4 separate regions of the Mus musculus genome follow, and all the other regions are linked to region 1. Evidence: chromatin contacts called from public HiChIP or PLAC-seq data. All regions are on one chromosome and are shown on one strand. Each heading gives the region's core, a stretch centred on a gene start, on an enhancer-like site or on the middle of the called end of the contact. The rest is flanking DNA. Distances are from core to core; before and after follow the strand shown. Region 1 holds the start of Llph (LLP homolog, long-term synaptic facilitation (Aplysia)). Region 2 overlaps Msrb3 (methionine sulfoxide reductase B3). Region 3 holds the start of 4921513I03Rik (RIKEN cDNA 4921513I03 gene). Region 4 has its middle 7.4 kb from the start of Gm35182.

Region 1 (4,485 bases), core at 596-3,095:
CCGCAGTACCATCAGTGCCTGGGGCATTCAAGCTGCTGTGTAATTGCTGAAGATCCATTCTAAACAGCTCAGCGATGCTATTCACAAACACTGACTGTGAAACAGCTTAGCACAGTCTCTAAAAGAAACGTAAGCTTCCAAAGGATAAAGACGTGAACACACCAGGTATGTGAGGTGCATACAGTGAGCACAGGACAGCTCCAAGTGTGATTGAAGAGGAAGTGTTTACTGTCGAAATGAGGGAAGGTACAGTCAGAAGAGTCCAGAGCAGGAGAGAAAGAAGACAAAACATCGCCAGTGGACTGAACCAGGCCATGAGAGGAGAGAAAGTGGGGTGGGGGTTGGGGAGGCAAGAGAGGAAGAGAAGTGGGGTAAAGGCGACTGAGAGGAACGAGAGGATCCAGGAGCCGAGAGAAGCACGGCCGAGACGGCAGTGTTATATGGGAGTGAGAGGGAGGCTTGTGAAGTGGAGACACTTGGGGGTTGGGGGGAGGAGCTGAGAGGAACCAGGGTGCCAGCATGTACTTTATTATCTAATAAGCTCCACAGCTAGCCATTTGTCCCCAGTTTCTTTTGGACTTGACACTAGGGACAAGTAGAATGGGTAGAAGACGGCTTTAAAAAGACAGAGAGAGACCGACCCCTAAGAGAAAAGTGGATCATTTTTTAGAAAAACCATGTAAATGAAGACCGAGGCTCACCCTTTTCCTCATCTGCGCCGTCACACCGCCCTTCCTCACACTGCATTTTCTCCTGGCGAGGTTTGGCTACCACCACGGTTGCTATCTCCTCAACGTCTTTCATTAGAGCATCCCCGTCCACTCTGAGGATACTCTTCAGTCTGTTGAGCTCCCTTGGCGCATTCTTCTTTCTCTTCTCGGCCCGCATCTTCCTCTTCCACTTACTCCGCAGGCTTTTAGCCATGCTTCACCTGGCGGTGAACAGAAACACAAACAAAAGGTTTACTGCTCACACCCTTGACTGGCAAGGACGTGGCCAAGCAGCCTTCTCTTCAGAACTGGGACAGATGGAAGAGAAGTTGTGCTGTGCCCTCATGCTTAGCTTATGTAATAATCAGCGCAGAGCATGAAAGGACTAAGTCCGGACACGTCAGGCCCCTTTAAGTAGGAACAAGTCGTTAATTCAAGCCGTTCTCAAAGAGCAGCTATGCATAGTAGACACAGAAAGCGAACAGCTCCGCCTTAAAATCACCTATTGCGCTGTTCTTATCCAATATCCGTCACCACATCTTTAGTGTGAACTTTTAACAGCTTAAACCATAGCTCCCTGCCTTTTAAAGACTCCTCCCCTCGTGTATCAAAGCTCATCCCGCTCCTCTCGGGCCTCCGACTTACTCTCTAGCCCCACACGCACGCAAGCTCCAGTCCGCACAACGCCCACTTCAGGACCGTCACATCTCCGATCTAGGTCTGGAAATGGCTCTCCCTAAGGCTCGCTCTGATCCTCCGACTCCTGTCAGCTCCTTTCTACCAAGTTCGGCTTCAACCCGGAGCTACCGTCCCCGTCTGCGGACTGCGGGGCTGAGCCGGATCCCCCGGGGCCACCGCTCTGCTGCACACCGTACAGGTCACGAGAACCGTGGGGTGGCTGGGTGAGGTCCCCTGAGCGTCAGCAATCACCAGTGGTCCGTGTGCGGGACCCCGAGCCTCGCCCTCCCGAGCCCCGCACCGAGCGAGGATGCGGTCAGGTCTCGCCGCGGAGGCAGGGTCCGAGCCAGTCCTTCACGCCGCGGAGTTGAGTCCAAAGCCCACGCAACTCACCTGAGAGACAACACCGCGCACCACGCGTGGGACGCCAACCGGAAGTACAGGCGCTTCCGGCTTCCGTTCAGGGGCCAGCGCACAGCATGCCGGGATCCTTGAGAGGCGTGGTCTTTGGGGAGGCGTGGTCAACCAGCTGTCTCTGTCATCCCGAGGCTTTGGCTGACCCCTACACCTACAGGAGAAAGTTTAAGGAATTTCCTGTCGGGAGTGGCAAATTATAAATCAAAGCATCTCAAAGCCTTGGATGGGCCAAGCCTGGCCGGGGGCCCTGTCTGTGACAGCCTCACGAGAAAGGATACCAAAGGGATTGCTCAGCTCTGATCATCCTGGAGCCCTTTCTGAGTTTTGTTTTTGTTTAATTGCAGTCTAGAAATTTTCTCATTTCGGCTGAGGATCCTAGGAGGTACGCGGCTGTGAGGATGTATCAAATTGTACAACTTAAATACGTCACGTCGACTGCATGCCAGTTATATTTCAAAGTGTCACCCAACAGAATAATCTTTCCTTATCCCCACGAATTTAAAGGGTAAAACAAGCTATTTCAACCAATGTTGATCTGTCCAAACTATTACATACCTGAGACAAAGCTAACCTAGGGTGAATGAGTTTACAAAAAAAGGTGTGGTTTTTGCATGTGCTTCTAATATTGCACAAGCTATGGGCGATACGCAAGTCTCTTTAACACTTGTGAAAGATAAGAAGAGTGTCTTAGGGCCTAGATAGTACCTCATTCATTGATCTTCAGTGGGTGATTAGGCAACAAACGTTAACTACCCAGACTTACCTGGAAACAGTGTTTTCAACAGATCACCACATTCAAGCATGTATGTGTACCACATGTGTGCCTGGTACCAGAAGAGGCCAGAAGAGGCCATCTCATCCCTTGAACTGGATTTACAGTTGGTTGTGAGTCACCACAGGGGTGCTGGGAACCAGTTTTACTTAGTTTTACTTCCATTACTGTGAAGACACCATAACCAAAGCAACTCTTAAAAAGTAAAACATTTATTTGGGACTGGCTCACAGTTTCAGAGGTTCAGTCCATTGTCGTCATAGCAGGAAGCATGACAGCATGCAGGCAGACATGGCGCTGGAGAAGCCCAGATCTGAAGGCAGCCAGAGGTTCTCTTCTGAACTGGCTGGAGCTTGAGCACTAGGGACCTTAAAGCCCACCTACACAGTGACACACTTCATCCAATAAAGTCACACCTATTCCAATGAGGCCTCACCTCCCAATATTGCCACTTCCCATGAGCCAAGCATATCCAAATCACCACAGAACTGAACCCAGGTCTTCTGCAAGAGCAAGAGGTGCTCTTAACCACTGAACCAGGTCTCCAGCCCCCTTTATAAGTGATGACTTATAAAATCCCTGTTTAATTGCTAGAAGAGCTGTGTCTTTTTGAAGAAACCATGCATATAGTGGAGCAAGCACTGAGATTTTTAACCCAGGAAAAATACAGTTGGCATTATAACAAGAGGAAGCGTGCATGCCCTGGGTTTGAAAAATCAACCTTACAGATGCTCTAAATTGGCAGCTTCATGTACCAAAAGGCTGTGGCTTTTGAACAGAAATTTGGAAAATAAAATCAACCTATTATGTATTAAGACACATTCCACAATTTGGCATGAAAAAGCTCTTATAAAAACTAACCATATGAAATTTGTTGCCATTAAATATAAACACCGTTCATTTTTATCAAATCTATTTTACACCAGTGATTTTCCACTTATAAACTAGACATTTTTAGAGGTGAAGAATGAGCTGACAAATGGCTCAGTGATTTTGAAGGGTGCTTGCTACTCTTTTAGAGAACTCCAGTGCAGTTTCCATGTTACAACCATCTGTAACGCCAGTTCCAGGGGATACAACACCCGCTTTTGGCCTCTGCAGACCCCAGATATACACATGCTACACACAAACATATATATATATATATATATATATATATATATATATATATATATATATATATATATATATGCCAGGCAGGTGGCACCATGCGTGTATTCCCAGGACATCGGAAGCTGACACAGTAAGGCCCTGAGTTAGAGGCCATACTGAACTACATAGAGACCCTGCCTCAGTTTATGAAAAAGGGAAAGACATTTTAATAGCTCTTGCCTGAGACTTAAAGTCAAGGATTTGGAAATGAGAAGAAAACCAAAATAGTAAGATTCTAAATTATAGAAGAACACAGAATGCCATTAAAGATCACATATGCTTTTAATATTAACATTTAAGTTTAATTCAAGCGTCTTTCATAATAGAACTGTCTCTGAACACTGCTCGGTTACTTTTTATTAACTGCTTCCAGAAACTTCAACAGGTGCAGGAAGAGGTTGATGATATCCATGTAGAGACTGATGGCAGCGATCACGTACTCTTCGGGAGAGAGTCTGTGCATCAGCGAGTGTGTATCATAGATGATGAACCCACAGAAGAGGAGGGCGCCTAGAGAGGCCAAGACCAGCTCCATCGTCTCACTGTAAAAAAACAGCTACAGACAAGGGAGTAAGGAATACGTTTAGCCTCAGGAGTCACACCAGACCCACTTCAGAGACTTCAAATGCAATCTCCTGCCAGTGGCAAGTGTGACAAGGACACACAACGATGACGGATGAAGATGGATGATGCAGGCGGATGGCAGGCAGAGCTAAACTCCCGTTTACTTGTTTCATGGAAGCAGGCGTGTGGAGA
Region 2 (4,485 bases), core at 681-3,180, 590 kb before region 1:
AGATTAAAATCACACAAAAACTACATGCCTTAAAAAAAACCTGCCAGTCACCAAATAATAAGGTAATAACAGCTGCTCACTGATTATATAATTCCGTTCTTTAAAAATCAGACAAGAAGTTGGTTTTAAGGTCCAAGACCTTGAATGTGGCTTTTAAAAAGTAAGGAAGTCCAGTAGGTTCCTTTTAAAAGTGAAAGCGGTGAATAATGTATGAATCTGAAATATTAGGCTGCTAGTGTCAAAGTCAAATAATTTATGTTAAGATTTCTAATCCAAATTAAAGTGGGCTGCTAAATTCGTGTACAGAAGGCTAGTGTTTATCGCGGAAATAGTTATAACATCTGTACAGGCTCACATTTCACTCCTTTGACCTACGGTTTTTGCCCACAACTCTTTTCTCCAGTTTCAATTATTTGAATGTCTGTTAGACAACGTGCACATATCTTTGAAAACTACAGTTAGAGATGTCTGAAGTCTTACGGGAAGTAGGAATTAAAAGTTTATGTGTACTTTGATTTTCGCATTGAGCTAAGGAGTACATTTAGATGTTTTAAAATTAAGAAATAAGTATGTTTTTCCCCCCTTCTGAGCGCTAAACTCTAAGCTCACCACCAACGAGGAACCAGAGGAAGGGAACGCGGCGTTTGCTCTTCCAAGTTTTCTATCATGCAAATTTTGGTTACGAATGAGAAAACATTGGGACAATGAAATGTACAGCTCTAAGAGGTTCAGCTTCTTTATTGTCCATCGGATGCAGCTGGGTTTAATGCTGTGCACAGATTGGCAAAGCAAGATCTTTGGCTGAAAACCAGCACCATATTAAATATGGTGATCAATGACTAGGGAAGCCCAGGATTTCAAAGGTTATCTAAGTGTGTGCGGACATATTTTGCATATATGCACATACATATATGCACTTAGGGTTTATTAAGTGAAGTAACCAGTTTATGAACAACATTTGTGGTTTGTATAGATGAGCGTCAGGCTGAGGTGAAAGGTAGGCTCTCACTACCATCATATAATTAAAAAAAAAAAAAAAAACCAAACAGCTGTTGAGCACACACTAAATTATCAACGAAGAAAATAACATAAAGGCTTGCTTATTATATATATATGTATATATGTAAAAGAAGCCAATGGACAACCTTCTGCTATATTTTAAATTTATGTGTGTGCACATGTGTGCATGTTTATGAATATGTGTGTGTGTGGTGTGTACATGCATGTGTATATGGAGGCTAGGGCGATAACCTTTGGTGGACTAAAGGCAGGTACCATCACGTCTGACTCTATTTCTCTGGCATAGAGCTCGTCAAGTAGGCTAGATTAATGTCCAGTAATTTCTTTTTTTTCTTTTTTTAAAAATTTATTTATTATATTTATATGAGTACACTGTAGCTGTCTCCAGACACACCAGAAGAGGGCATCAGATCGCATTACAGATGGTTGTGAGCCACCATGTGGTTGCTGGGATTTGAACTCAGGACCTTTGGAAGAGCAGTCAGTGCTCTTAACTGCTGAGCCATCTCTCCAGCCCCACGTGATGAGAGTAGTGAGCTGGCCTTCTTTCTAAAGAAGCTGGGAAGTTTCTGTGCTAGACGTGAGCTCCTAGTGCATGTCTCTTGCCTACGAGCTCGTGGAATTGGCCACTTTATTAAGAGAGTAAAACAGACTTCCTTTTATGTTCAGCACTAGCAAGAAGCTGTGCATTTCAGCCCACCACCCAAGCAGGAAGCTAGCCGATGCTGGAGGAAGCAGAGCATTGGGTTTAATGCAGTGATCAAACATGAAAGCCATATATCAAATCTCAGGCGAGACATGCTTTTGAAGGCAGAGAACTGCAGAGTATTTTGCATGATAGACTATATAAACAGAGCCCCGGAGGTCAGGGCGTGGATGCAAACCAGTTAAATAAGGAACTCTGGCTTTGCTCTCTGTCATCTGGAAGGGGGTGGGGTCGCGTGCTCACTCGCACAGAGCTGAGAGTGTGAACTTTGCTGGAGTGAAGCTTGGCACCTTTGGAAAATTCATTAACTCTTTCAGCCCACAAACCAAAACAATTTTTTACCTTAACAAAAGCTCCTAGAAAGCTAGAAATAAAATGGAAAACACGTGCTCTTTTGTCGGTTCTGAATATATGCCCCTTAGCAGAAGTGTCAAGGAAGGGGATGGGGCAAAGCTAGGTGGAGGAGCGGTTGAAAGGACTCAGGTCTTCAGTGAGGACGAAGACCATGGTGTCATTCACACCCTCGCAGAATAACCGCAGAAACACGCGTGGGTTTTATTCTCTTCTAAATTCTAAGTGTAATGCAAAGTCATAGTTTGAACTTACCAGTCAGCAACACAGTGGGATATTGTGATTTTTTTTTTTCTAGGATTCTGACGCTTACAAGTTAATTACTTGTCTGTGAAAGACTGCCTGTAGCTGTATGCTGTTGCTCAGGACATCTCAGGCAGTGTTTGGGCAAAGAGATGAAATACCAAGCTAAAAGGTATAGTTTCATGGCCAATAAGCATTCAAAGCAAAGTTTTCTAGAGGAAAGCGGATAAACTTAGGTTTTGTGCTCGTTGCTTCTGCCCTGCTTGGAGTAGCTCTCCTCAGGAAAACAGAACACAGCATCTCAAAGGTATAGGATTTCATGAAAGCAAATTATGGAGGATTAAGAAACCTAATGAGCACGGGCTAGTGTAGAGAGTAGAGGCGGGAGAGTTTGTTCTTTTAAATAAAGCCCGGGTGGAGAAGGTTAGGAGGTTCTAAACAACAGGATATAAAAAGGCAGGACCGAATATAATTATCCCGAAGGGTGGAGAAGAAAAAAAAAAATCCAAGGAATAAAAAGCATCCAGTGTCGCTGTTAGGCTCTTTAGTTAAAAGGGAGCTCCGCACCGTGGTAAGGAAATCAAAGAACAGACTGCGTTGATGCCCCAAAGCACGAAAGTGCAGAGCAGAATATGAGACGCTGAAAGCTGAGCAAGATGGAGAAGCTGAGCGAGGTGGAGAAGCTGAGCATATCAGAACTAGAGTTTTAAACTGACAGACAAGGCAATTTGCCCTTCTCAAGAAAATGTCAATAAGGAAAAATATCATCCACCCTTGCATGTCTAGGCTGACAACACATTATAGCCTTACCATTTTGTGATTTAAACTTCTTATTTTAATGACAACAAGGTTAAAAAAGAAAGAAAGAAAGCATGAATCTCTCTATGAGAGTATGGCAATCCATACCTGGACACCGTTCAATGGAAATAAGAAAAACACTGGCCATTGAACAGTTCGTTCATCCAACATGTATTTATTGGGCACGCTGTATGCCTGATGTTGGGGTAGGAGCTAGGAACACAGTAGACACAATTGCTTCTTACAGAACTTGGTTCATTATATGAATTCTCATTGGTTTCTCTCTGTGTTGAGCAGAGAAGGGCTAACCAAGGCTAACCTTAGCTCCAGACGGTGAGCTTGGGCTAACCAAGGCTAACCTTAGCTCCAGCTAACCAAGGCTAACCTTAGCTCCAGACGGTGAGCTTGGGCTAACCAAGGCTAACCTTAGCTCCAGATGGCGAGCTAAAGAAGCTCTTGCTGTCTAAGCATGAGCCGATATATTTTAGGTTTAGACAAATATGCTTCTCTTTGCATCGCTCAATCCATAAGTGACTCCTAACCAGCTCTTATGAGGTTAGTCCCCTGGTGCCAGTGCCCCAGGAAGCCGTGCTATGGTACAACTGTAGGCTGCCAAGAGATCAACGAGGACATGACACGGATGCGTGCTGGTAAATGCTGCCCTTCGCACTCCTGCGTTTGCTTGTTCAAGGCTGGGATGAGAGTCAGGTCTCCACTGTAACAAACTTACAGGTTGTATAGAAGAAGCAAGCACAGCACACGGTCGCTTGCCTTCCATAAACCAACTGGAGGCAGGAGGCAGCGGGGCACACATAGGCTGAGTGCAGAGGCTGACCCTTGCATAAACTTTTCTTGTCTCAAGCACCATTTTTCTTTTTCTTTTTTTCCTTTTTGGAATTAAATCCTTTAAAGCTATGAATTTCCTTTCTTGGTGTTATAGCTGAGTCCTGGAAGGCTTTAGACTTTTAAAAGCCTGCAGCTTTGTCCTTTTCTTGGGCACATTAATGTTTAGGAAAATGTTCTTGCTCCTAGTGATTGTTCTTTCTTCTCTCTGGTGAGAAGTGTAGACAAGACACACGGCAGAGGGGACACACAAGAATGGAGATGGCTCAGAGTCTATAACTGCATTAGAGCCTGCTGTACCCAAGCCAGTTACCTTATAAAAACATGTCCCGAGTTAGAGTGATTATACTTTTGAAGTGGATTCAGTTCTTCTTTTATTTTTCATGATTTGCAAACCCAAACTTCAGCGGTGCTGTTCATGATAAGTAATCCTGAAAATATTTGCATAGCTCTCTACCATTAAAAACCATTTTCATATATCTGACCAAGTTTGAATTACACTACAGAAGAGAACATTTTATAGG
Region 3 (4,485 bases), core at 707-3,206, 540 kb before region 1:
ACACACACACACACACACACACTATAACTGCCTTCCTTTTTGTTACTCATGCCTTGGGCTTGTGAAAGAACGAACAGTTCTGACCACAGCTTTCTTTCATGTGAAGGTCTATGACGTGAAGGAGGACTGTGGGGTCTACCAGATGTCTTACATCTTGGGAGAGTATTAGATCAAAAGTTTTGCATTGTAAGTCCATATTCACTTTTCTTTCCATAGGTGGTAGATCTCTTCCTTGTAAGAGACTGCTGTACCGCAAGGTTTCTTACCTTCTCTTTTGAGTTAGCAATCTAAGGGAATCAGCTTTGGTCTTAGTGTCATGTGCATGTCTGTATGTTAACAAATTGGCTCTCTCATGTTCGTCTCTGAATTATTCACAACAGCCAGGACACAAAGCAACCTAAGTGTCTACCAATAAATGAATAGATGAATATAATGTCCAATATGGTTGTACAGCAGCTTCCTCTGAAGTGAAACATTCCCTGCCTCCTGAAGAGGCTACTGAGACTCTGAAGGTAAAGTCACATGCCGAGGAAAAGTTGCTTGCAATACTTTTGGAGACCCTGCACCGTCTTCATAGAAGGAGTATGTACTGGGAAGGAAAGGAGACTTGGAATGGCCAAACTGCTGAGTCTTTGGCCTTTAAAGCTGCCTACAGATAGCTATGAGACCACTCAGTGAGCTGCCATCCATGATGGGGTGCACTTTTCTGTGATGTGCCTGCCTTTGAGTCAACCCTGCTCCTGTGAGTAACCCCTCGCCCATCCTCCTGTTAGCAGCCCCGATAAAGACTAACCGACAGAGCTAGTCAGACTCTTGTGCAGTGTGCTCTGGTCTTCGAGATATAAGCTCTTAGAGTGAAAATAAAATCCTAGTATTGATCATAGTCTGGCTTGCCTAATGTGATGGCCATGACTCACACAACCGCCATACCTCACGTGAAGTCCGGCTCCATCTCAGCCAATGTGGAGCAGTGGTGGAGCACAGTGGCAGATTGACAGCTGCCAATAACGGCAGCTCGTCTCAGTACCACACAATACCACCATCCTTTTCACTCTGAGAACAAACCAACTAGACCGAAGGCCAGTGAAGTGGAAAAGACAGATACGACTCTTATCTGGGAAACCCGTGGGAACAGTAAGAGCGGGGCTTCCCGATCCTGTATTTGTTTTATGGTGTTTAGAGGAAAGTGGGAATTTCCATCCTGCTGAACCTACAGAGTTATCCTGAAATAACATTCTTTGCTCGTTGTAAGGAGATGATGGTACTTAAGTTTGTCTGATTCTGTTTTTTTTTTCACGAAGAGATTTAAAACCTTGGAGAAGAGTGAAGGGCGGATCTACTCAAAGGATTCTGGCAGAGGGCCTGAGAGATGCCTCAGCAGTTCAGAGAACTTGCTGTTCCCCCGGAGGTTCTGAGTTCTGTGCGACCACTCCTAACTCCAGCTCCAAGAGATATGCGCCCCCTCCTGACCTCTGCAGGTAACAGCACATACACACAGACACACACACACACAGACACACACACACACACACACACACACACACACACACACACACACACACAGCAGGCACGAGTGCACCTATCCTGTAAGCCATCATAATGGATTACCTCTGTAATATACGTTCTATTGGATCTGTTCCTCTAGAGAACCCTGAGTGATATGCCCCTCGAATGCCCCTCAAAGTCTCAGGTTTTGAGTCTGGCAGTTTTGTTGAGAAGTAGATGGATAAGAAGGATACCAACCACACCAACAGACCATTCTACTGATGACTTCATCATTGAGTGTGTTTTTGGGAGGTATGACCTAACTGGAAGTGGCGGGTTGGGAGGGTACCTTTGAATGGCTTACCTTGCCCGAATTCACATGCTGTTACCCAGCTGCAGTGAGATCAGAAGCCCTGCTCCACCCCGACTGCTTTCCTCCACATTGTTCTCTATTGTTTTTCCAGCAGCTGTGACCAAATGCGAGAGAAGGAGGTTTTCTTTTGGATCATGGTTTGCGAGTATAGTTTGTCACAATCATGAAAGCATCGCGATGGGAGTGGCTATCAGGCATGGCAGTGGGAGTGGCTATCAGGCATAGCAGTGGGCGTGGCTCACAGGCATGGTAGTGGGAGTGGCTAGCAGGCGTGGCAGCAGAAGCATGAGGCTGCTGATTCACATCTCAGCGGACCAGGAAAAGGAGAGGAGGGAATGACGGAGCTCAGAGGCTTTCTCCTCTCCCGTTTTTTTTATCCAGCCAAGTCCTCTTTTTATCCAGCCAAGTCCGCAGTGCATGGGAAGGTCTCTACTATGTTCAGGAAAGGTCTTACCCTCTTAGTCATTCCTCTCTAGAAAAAGGCTCACAGATAAGTTCAGAGGTAAGGTGTGACTCACTAATGCCTTGGTGGTTTCTTAATCCAATAAAGTTGTTGATCAGAGTTAGACCATCACATAGTCTGCATCACTATAATTCACAGACAAGGGAACCAGGTGACCATAGGACTGAAATAACTAAACTATGAGCTCAAAGGAAACTGTTCTTTAAAGTTTTTCTCCGATAGTCTTTGAGTTTTTGTAGTACCTACAACTAATGTACAGCTATCAATGTATAGATATGTTTCTCCTGTGAGCTGATACTCTTATCCTGTTCGCTATTATAGGATGGAGCTGGAGCCTTCAGCAGATGCTGAGGGAAGGTTTGAGGCTGATCCTGGGTGCAGAATTGTGCCCAGTTCTTCCCACCTGATTGTTCATCTACTGCAAACTGGGGCTCGTTTTTCCCTTTGGAAAAATAATCACATTTTGCTGCATTGGAAAGCATGGCTAAGATTGATTCCTGCAGTAATTTAACAGAACCTGAAGCTTTATAGACCTTCTGTCTACAGGACTTCTGACTACACAGAACGTGTCTTTAGGATGTGCCCTTCTTTTCCCTGTTCTGATAGAACTGACTGTGCAAACTAAGGCAGCTTTCAGATGCTATTCCACTCACTGGCAGTGCCATTTGTGCCTCTGAACAGCAACAGGCTGAGGTCTTCCAAAAAACTAGGGAAGAGTGGTAGATCCAGAGGTCTGAGCCTCTCGATTCCTGGGGTGGACACGTTAGGGTGTCTATTGTGAAAGACCGGGGGGAGTGAAGATATGCTCAGGAGATCCCATGGGCTTTGAAGACCTTTGGCATGGCTCTCCATTCATAAAAAGCTGCTTCATTCAGAGCTGTGGCTTCAGAAGTCTGGATGCAGTCAGTTCCTGGCTGGCTGGGAACAAGGAGTTAACTTGAGGCTGGTTCTTCCTGCATGGGTCCAGCCAGCAGCTGTTCATCATAAGCAGGGTCCTTTCATCCTGACAGCTTTCTTTCCACTCAGGGGGAGTTGCCCTGGGAGTACTTGACACAGGAAAGCAGGAAAGACAGAGAGAGAGAGAGAGGGGAAGGGTCTTGTTTGTTTCCTGGGTGGATCACCCCCTTCTTGGCAGGCCTCCAAGAAACGAGTCTTTTCCTGTCCTAAAACATCAGGGAAATAAATCTCTCTTGTAGAGAACAGATCCGGGAGAGGCCCCAGGGCGGCCATGTGACATCCGTCAGGTCTAGCAGCTTGACTGCCAGAGTGGCCAGTGTGTGGCCTGGGCAGCTATAGCACTCTGCCAAAGACAAAAGTGTGTGTGTGTGTGTGTGTGTGTGTGTGTGTGTGTGTGTGTGTGTGTGTGCGTGTGCTGTCAGCCAGAGAGATATAGGTATCCTGAGGATGGTCTACAGCAGAAGGAAATCTGAGAGAAACAGTGAGTAACAGATAGTGGCCTATTTGCGGATGTCACTCAGTGAAGCAGAACTATCCTACGTCAGCTGGAGGGGCCTCAGAAAGCAAACCAGTGAGAAACAGCTGGGCATTAAGACAAGAAAGGCAGAGCCGTACAGGCAGGGTGCAGAGGGGAGTGAGATCTACACACCAGGCCGGTGTGGTTCCGTGGCCCCCAGTGGACTTGACCTCGTTCTCCTCCTCGATCCTGACTTCTGTTTGCGGAATTTGGTTAATTTGAACAAAGCAATCTACCTGTGCAGCTCCAGTCACGTATTTCAATCTTGTCTGTCACAGAGATAAGTATGGGAGGCTGGGGATGTCCCAGCTTGACAGAGAAACAACTGGACCTTCTAGGACTCGAAACAAACATTTCCCTTGAACGGGAAGCTAAGCGTGTCTCTGTTGGGACTGAAAAAGAAGACAGATTTAGACAGGATGGCTTGGACGTTCACTGTTTCATTCCTTTCTACATCTGTGACAAGAGTCCATCTCTCAACACCAAGGACCATGCTTACTGAGATAGGGGTGTTGTGTTTAGAATCGTGGCTCATCTGGACAGTTCACACCAGGCCAGCACAGTTCCAAGGGAGAGAGGTTTATTGTGGAGAAAACGACAAAATGGGGACAACGAATAAGGAAAGAGAAAAGATAGGGGGGGGGGGCTCTGTCTTTTCACACACTGATGCACACTGCTGTGCAATTCTGA
Region 4 (4,485 bases), core at 734-3,233, 520 kb before region 1:
CTTTCCCTTTATTGGGGGGGATTTTAGAAATGTATCCATATCTCATAAACAAGCAGTCCTGAATACAATGCTGATAGGGAACTTGATCCAAGTTCAGTCGAAAGTGTGACAGGCCTGGGATTCTCCTGCAGGAAGGCAGTGGGACGTCAGAGTTCTGAGTTCCACACGGATCTTGGATCTTGTGCACGCAGGGTTTGTGCAGGTTCAGTTTACTTTAGGCTCTCTTTCAAGCGTGTTTTCTTTTCTTCTTTCTTTCTTTCTTTCTTTCTTTCTTTCTTTCTTTCTTTCTTTCTTTCTTCCTTCCTTCCTTCCTTCCTTCTTTCCTTCTTTCTTTCTTTCTTTCTTTCTTTCTTTCTTTCTTTCTTTCTTTCTTGATGGAAAGATTAGGCACTTGATCGACTCTCTGATGGTGCTGTATGATAGGACGTACAAGCATCAGACTGCTGGGTGTTCCAGTCTACGAGGTCCTGCTGTACAGACACCCTTTGATAAACCAGCAATCCAAGGCACAAATGAAATACAAGGACAAGAGTTCTGAGGTCTGCCTTCAGAACCAGGAGCAATCGCCACTTCCCATTGTTGGTGACCTCTGTGAAGGGTGGAAGGTAACGAGACTCACACATACGTACATCCACATATTGCTAGTTCCTGCATAGTCTATACGCAGATAAAGACTTGAGAAATTGGTCGTCCTTTGGTTTCGGACCCTGGGACAAGGAGTCGAGGTACATATTTTACACAATGGAGCAGACCTGGTCTCCAGGGTCTCCCAGAGTCCCTCAGTCCCTTCCTGGCACACCTTGACCCCAACCTTGAACTTTTTAACCCAGGGGCTGGGCTGCCCTTCCCTCTGAGGTTTCTCCCTATATAATCCAGACTGCCCCCTCACCCCCTCTGTGTGTCTGTGCACGAGCACACATGTTCAAACTGGTTTTCAAGTGTAACACGTTTCCCAAATGACACTGAGGATTTACGTTGTGTGTAGATCCCTGCAATGCCAGTTTATACATAGGAATGGAGAATGGACAAGCTGGGCTGTAAGTTCCCTGGGAAGTGACTAGGGAGGACAGGGCTGCCAGGATCAGCAGACACTGCCACAGAAAGCTGAACTTGGGTGACTCCTCTGTCACTGCCCTGTCCTTTCCCCTGTGACTTTGGCTAACACTCCCTCTTTCAGGCCTTTAAAAAGACATTGACTATTGCTTGTCTGCATAAAGAAAAAGTATTGCCTGGTCAGGCAGGGAAGACCAACTGGTGTGTGTCTTTAGTACTGACATGAGGATACAGGCTCCAGCAGGAATGAATCTCTCTGCTCTGGAAGCAGCTCATCTTGGTTTAACCAAACACAAAACTCAAAGGGGTCCAGGCAGTGGTGGCACATGCACTTGGGGGGCAGAGGCAGGCAGATTTCTGAGTTCAAGGTCAGCCTGGTCTACAGAGTGAGTTCCAGGACAGCCAGGGCTACACAGAGAAACCCTGCTCCGAAAAATTAAACACCAAAAATCAAACACCAAAAACCAAACCAAAACCAAAACCAAAACCAAAAAACCTAAAACTCAAAGGGGTTTTCCTCCGGTCCATGGGGCGATTTTTAAGAATGGCTCCTTGTGCCTGGCCCTTTGCCTGGTACATTTTTGTGACTTCCAGTCAAAATAGATGGATTCAGCCAGGATTTTCACTTTTCAAAAACAGTCACTGCTGGGTTCCTTGAAACTGCCACCACCAAACACTACCCCCCCCCACCCCCACATTTAAAACATGCTTTGATTTCTTGGAATTGGAGGCGCGGGGCTCCGAAGGGCCGCTACGACTCTGAAAAAGGAGCTGCTAGTGCCAGAGTTCCCACTGCCTGGGCGGCTATTGGCGGCTCTCCTACCACCAGCCTGGAATGCACACAAGCGGGCTGCTCTCCCCACTTTATCACAAAGGAGCTCATTTTGTGAATGAACAGCGCAGCCAGCAGCACAGCGCTATTCCGGGCGACCTTTGCCCGGGGATTGGATTCCCTCCCAGCGGGGAGATCAGGCCTTAGGAAAAGGTTAGTTCCTTGAGGTCCAAGGCCTGCTGGGCAGAGGTCTGGAGAGGGAAAAGCTCCGAGAACTTTTCTCCTCCCCCCAACCCCTCCCTCACCATCTCCAGCGACCGTTCTTCTGGCTGCTGTAGCTTTCTGTGCCTTTGTGGGTTTTTTTTTGGGGGGGGGGGACTGGCGGGTGTGTGTGTGGGGGGGTGCTGATTGGACTCTGCAGCAAGGAGCTATATAACTCCTGCAATTTTTACTTTTTTTTTTTTTTTTTTTTTTGGTAGCTGCCTAGTATTTCCCCGCTGCTTCCCAACAGCAATTCTGAGGTCCTCCCGAGTTTCCACCCCTTCCTCTCCATGCCACCCCCCCCCCCACCGTGGCGCTTCAGTTTGATGTTTTTTTGGTATCAAAGCAAGGTCTCCAGGAACCCTGCAACTAAAGACTTTAATGAGGACCATGCTCACGAAATCCTGGCTGCCAAAGACATGATGATTTATGCCCCTCACTCTCCCTAACAGCAAGAGGACTATTTGTAAAAATAAAAAAGCCGCTCATATGGAATTAAACAAGAGCATAGCTGCTTCCTTCCAGACCCCGGGAGCTTAACAAAGAGCATCCACACTCCAGCACATGGCGGGCGCCGGGCTTCCTATCACACAAAGCTAAATCCTGTTACCTCGGGCAGAGGCACACACTCTCTCTAAAACCCTGCCGGCAGACCTCAAAGGAGCAATGCAGAGGGCAATCAAATGAGTGGCCAGAAGAAAGAGGGGTGCCAGGAGCTTAGACCGAGGTCGAAGCACCCACCTGATGGGCTGCTGAGGGAGGAATTGAGGTGTTTGGTGTAAGATGGTTGAGCGACTGGCAAATAACTATTTGGTTTGGGTCAGCTGTGTGAAAGGCGGGAACCCTGAGAGCTCCCTTTTCTTGGATCTAGCATTATTGTTTCTGGGATAACTGGGGGTTCCCTCCTTGGGGGTTTTTACTCTTGTTAATAAAAGACTTTAGAAATGGACTCCAAGGAAACTCTGGGACAAGTTTATTAGAGTTTGAGAGAAAAGAAACAGAGTAGACAAACTGTAAGTTTTGGCAGCTGCCAAGAGGGGAGGAAGAGAGAGACAGAGAAAAAGAGAGACAGAGACACACAGAGAGAAACAGAGAGAGAGAGAGAGACAGAGAGAGAGGGACACACAGAGAGACAGAGAGGAAGAGAGGAAGAAAGAGGGAGAGAGGGAGGCGAGACATGTCTTTTGAGTTAAGAGGCAAGGACCCTGCCATTTTCAGCAGTAGACAGCCAAGCAGCAGCTTGGTAGAAGGAGCAGGCAAGCTTCAGGGAAGAGATGGGAAAGTCCAGTGTGTCACTGAAAGCATACTGAGGTTTCTGGGCCGTAGAGTAGGCAGGTTCTGCAAAGCTATGCAAGTGGCTGCATCAGCAGAGGGCATTCTGGGAGGAGGAAGAAGTAAGTTATCACATGAAGGGGGTGGTCATTCCTCCCATGTTCTCGCATATCTTTTTTTTTTTTTAAGAATTATTTATTTTATGTATGTGAGTACACTGTTGCTGTCTTTAGACACACCAGAAGAGGGCCTCGGATCCCATCACAGATGGTTGTGAGCCACCAATGTGGTTGCTGGGAACTGAACTCAGAACCTGTGAAAGAGCAATCAGTGTTCCCGCTGAGCCATCTCTCCAGCCCTCTTGCAGGTCTTTAGACAAATCAGCTTCCCTGGAAGTGGCAGGGTGAATAACTGATGCGCTCTGCCAGATTAACTCTTAAGGGAGGGGACAATAGTGCATCAGGTTGTAATGTATGGAGCCTCTGTGGACAATGTCGTGCCACTACTCAGAGCCAGAGGCAGTCTATTCTGGTTGAGGATTGGGCCGTGCGGATGAACTGACTAAAGAATTCAGGGTTGCCGAGGGCACAGACGTTATTGCAGAGAGACAATGTGAAGTAATTAGAGCAGTAGTTCTCAACCTGTGGGTTGTGACCACCTGGGTTACATATCAGATATTTACATGACACGTTTTAACAGTAGAAAATTTGTAGTTACCAAGTATCAATGGAATAATTTTACAGTTGGGAGTCACCATACCATGAGGAACTGTATCAAAGGGTTGAGGCTCTAGGAAGGTTGAGAACCACTGATGGGAGAGACAAGACTCAGGTTAGAGATGGGGCTTTGGATCAAGTTCATGGCAGCTCAGACCAGAGGGGGAAAAATGAGGTGAGAAGAGGAATAGGCTGAGGGATTAGAACCTAAAGGTTGGGTTGTGTAAAACGGTCCCTATGTCCCCCAGGAACTCAAAATGAGAGTTCCAGAGATGGGCCTGGGTGATAAGCCCATCTTGATGTTGCTGAAAAGGGAGGGCTGGCTGGCCCTGGGTCAGACCAAGAAACATGAGCGATTTTAACTTGCTGGGTGTGATGTGATGCTCCAGTCATTTTCCTGGGGGCGAATCG

The links. HiChIP or PLAC-seq counts read pairs in DNA pulled down with a chosen protein or histone mark.
Region 2: a contact with region 1 is called in an H3K4me3 HiChIP or PLAC-seq map of bone marrow-derived macrophages, with 4 times the contacts expected there. The contact joins the enhancer-like site here to the promoter of Llph in region 1. A contact is called at or near these places in 8 of 39 promoter capture datasets (cranial neural crest, embryonic stem cells, frontonasal cranial neural crest and 2 more), 2 of 15 datasets of contacts at CTCF or cohesin (both in the NIH/3T3 cell line), 13 of 115 datasets of contacts at active chromatin or transcription factors (acute myeloid leukemia, bone marrow-derived macrophages, embryonic basal ganglia and 7 more) and 5 of 9 other capture datasets (adipose tissue, embryonic stem cells, embryonic tail and 2 more).
Region 3: an H3K4me3 HiChIP or PLAC-seq map of embryonic stem cells shows a contact between it and region 1, with 3 times the contacts expected there. The contact joins the promoter of 4921513I03Rik here to the promoter of Llph in region 1. A contact is called at or near these places in 12 of 39 promoter capture datasets (the 3T3-L1 cell line, HPC-7-derived erythroid cells, the SN4741 cell line and 8 more), 9 of 115 datasets of contacts at active chromatin or transcription factors (bone marrow-derived macrophages, embryonic hindbrain, embryonic midbrain and 4 more) and 2 of 9 other capture datasets (adipose tissue and embryonic stem cells).
Region 4: a CTCF HiChIP or PLAC-seq map of the NIH/3T3 cell line shows a contact between it and region 1, with 8 read pairs. The contact joins the enhancer-like site here to the promoter of Llph in region 1. A contact is called at or near these places in 8 of 39 promoter capture datasets (cranial neural crest, embryonic stem cells, frontonasal cranial neural crest and 4 more), 1 of 15 datasets of contacts at CTCF or cohesin (the NIH/3T3 cell line), 13 of 115 datasets of contacts at active chromatin or transcription factors (astrocytes, bone marrow-derived macrophages, embryonic forebrain and 5 more) and 2 of 9 other capture datasets (adipose tissue and pancreatic islet).

Annotation. Positions count from the first base shown.
Region 1 is chr10:120,224,420-120,228,904 of GRCm38.p6, reverse strand. Llph (LLP homolog, long-term synaptic facilitation (Aplysia)) reads right to left here and starts at 1,845. Exons shown (of 3, transcript NM_025431.2): 1 at 1,782-1,845; 2 at 702-931. The coding sequence starts at 924. Tmbim4 (transmembrane BAX inhibitor motif containing 4) reads right to left here. Exons shown (of 7, transcript NM_026617.3): 7 at 4,008-4,285. The coding sequence ends at 4,079.
Region 2 is chr10:120,819,391-120,823,875 of GRCm38.p6, reverse strand. The region is part of intron 5 of Msrb3 (methionine sulfoxide reductase B3); the gene reads left to right. Among named protein-coding and RNA genes, the nearest start is that of Gm15910, 36 kb to the left of the region's middle. Within about 2 kb of position 1,930, at least 18 of the 459 cell types and tissues checked have an H3K27ac peak or open chromatin away from gene starts, as enhancers often do. A contact at or near this core is called in bone marrow-derived macrophages, where this site is marked.
Region 3 is chr10:120,763,203-120,767,687 of GRCm38.p6, reverse strand. 4921513I03Rik (RIKEN cDNA 4921513I03 gene) reads right to left here and starts at 1,956. Exons shown (of 3, transcript NR_038000.1): 1 at 1,850-1,956.
Region 4 is chr10:120,742,764-120,747,248 of GRCm38.p6, reverse strand. No RefSeq gene overlaps it. Among named protein-coding and RNA genes, the nearest start is that of Gm35182, 7.4 kb to the left of the region's middle. Within about 2 kb of position 1,983, at least 150 of the 459 cell types and tissues checked have an H3K27ac peak or open chromatin away from gene starts, as enhancers often do. A contact at or near this core is called in the NIH/3T3 cell line, embryonic forebrain, embryonic limb bud and 5 more, where this site is marked.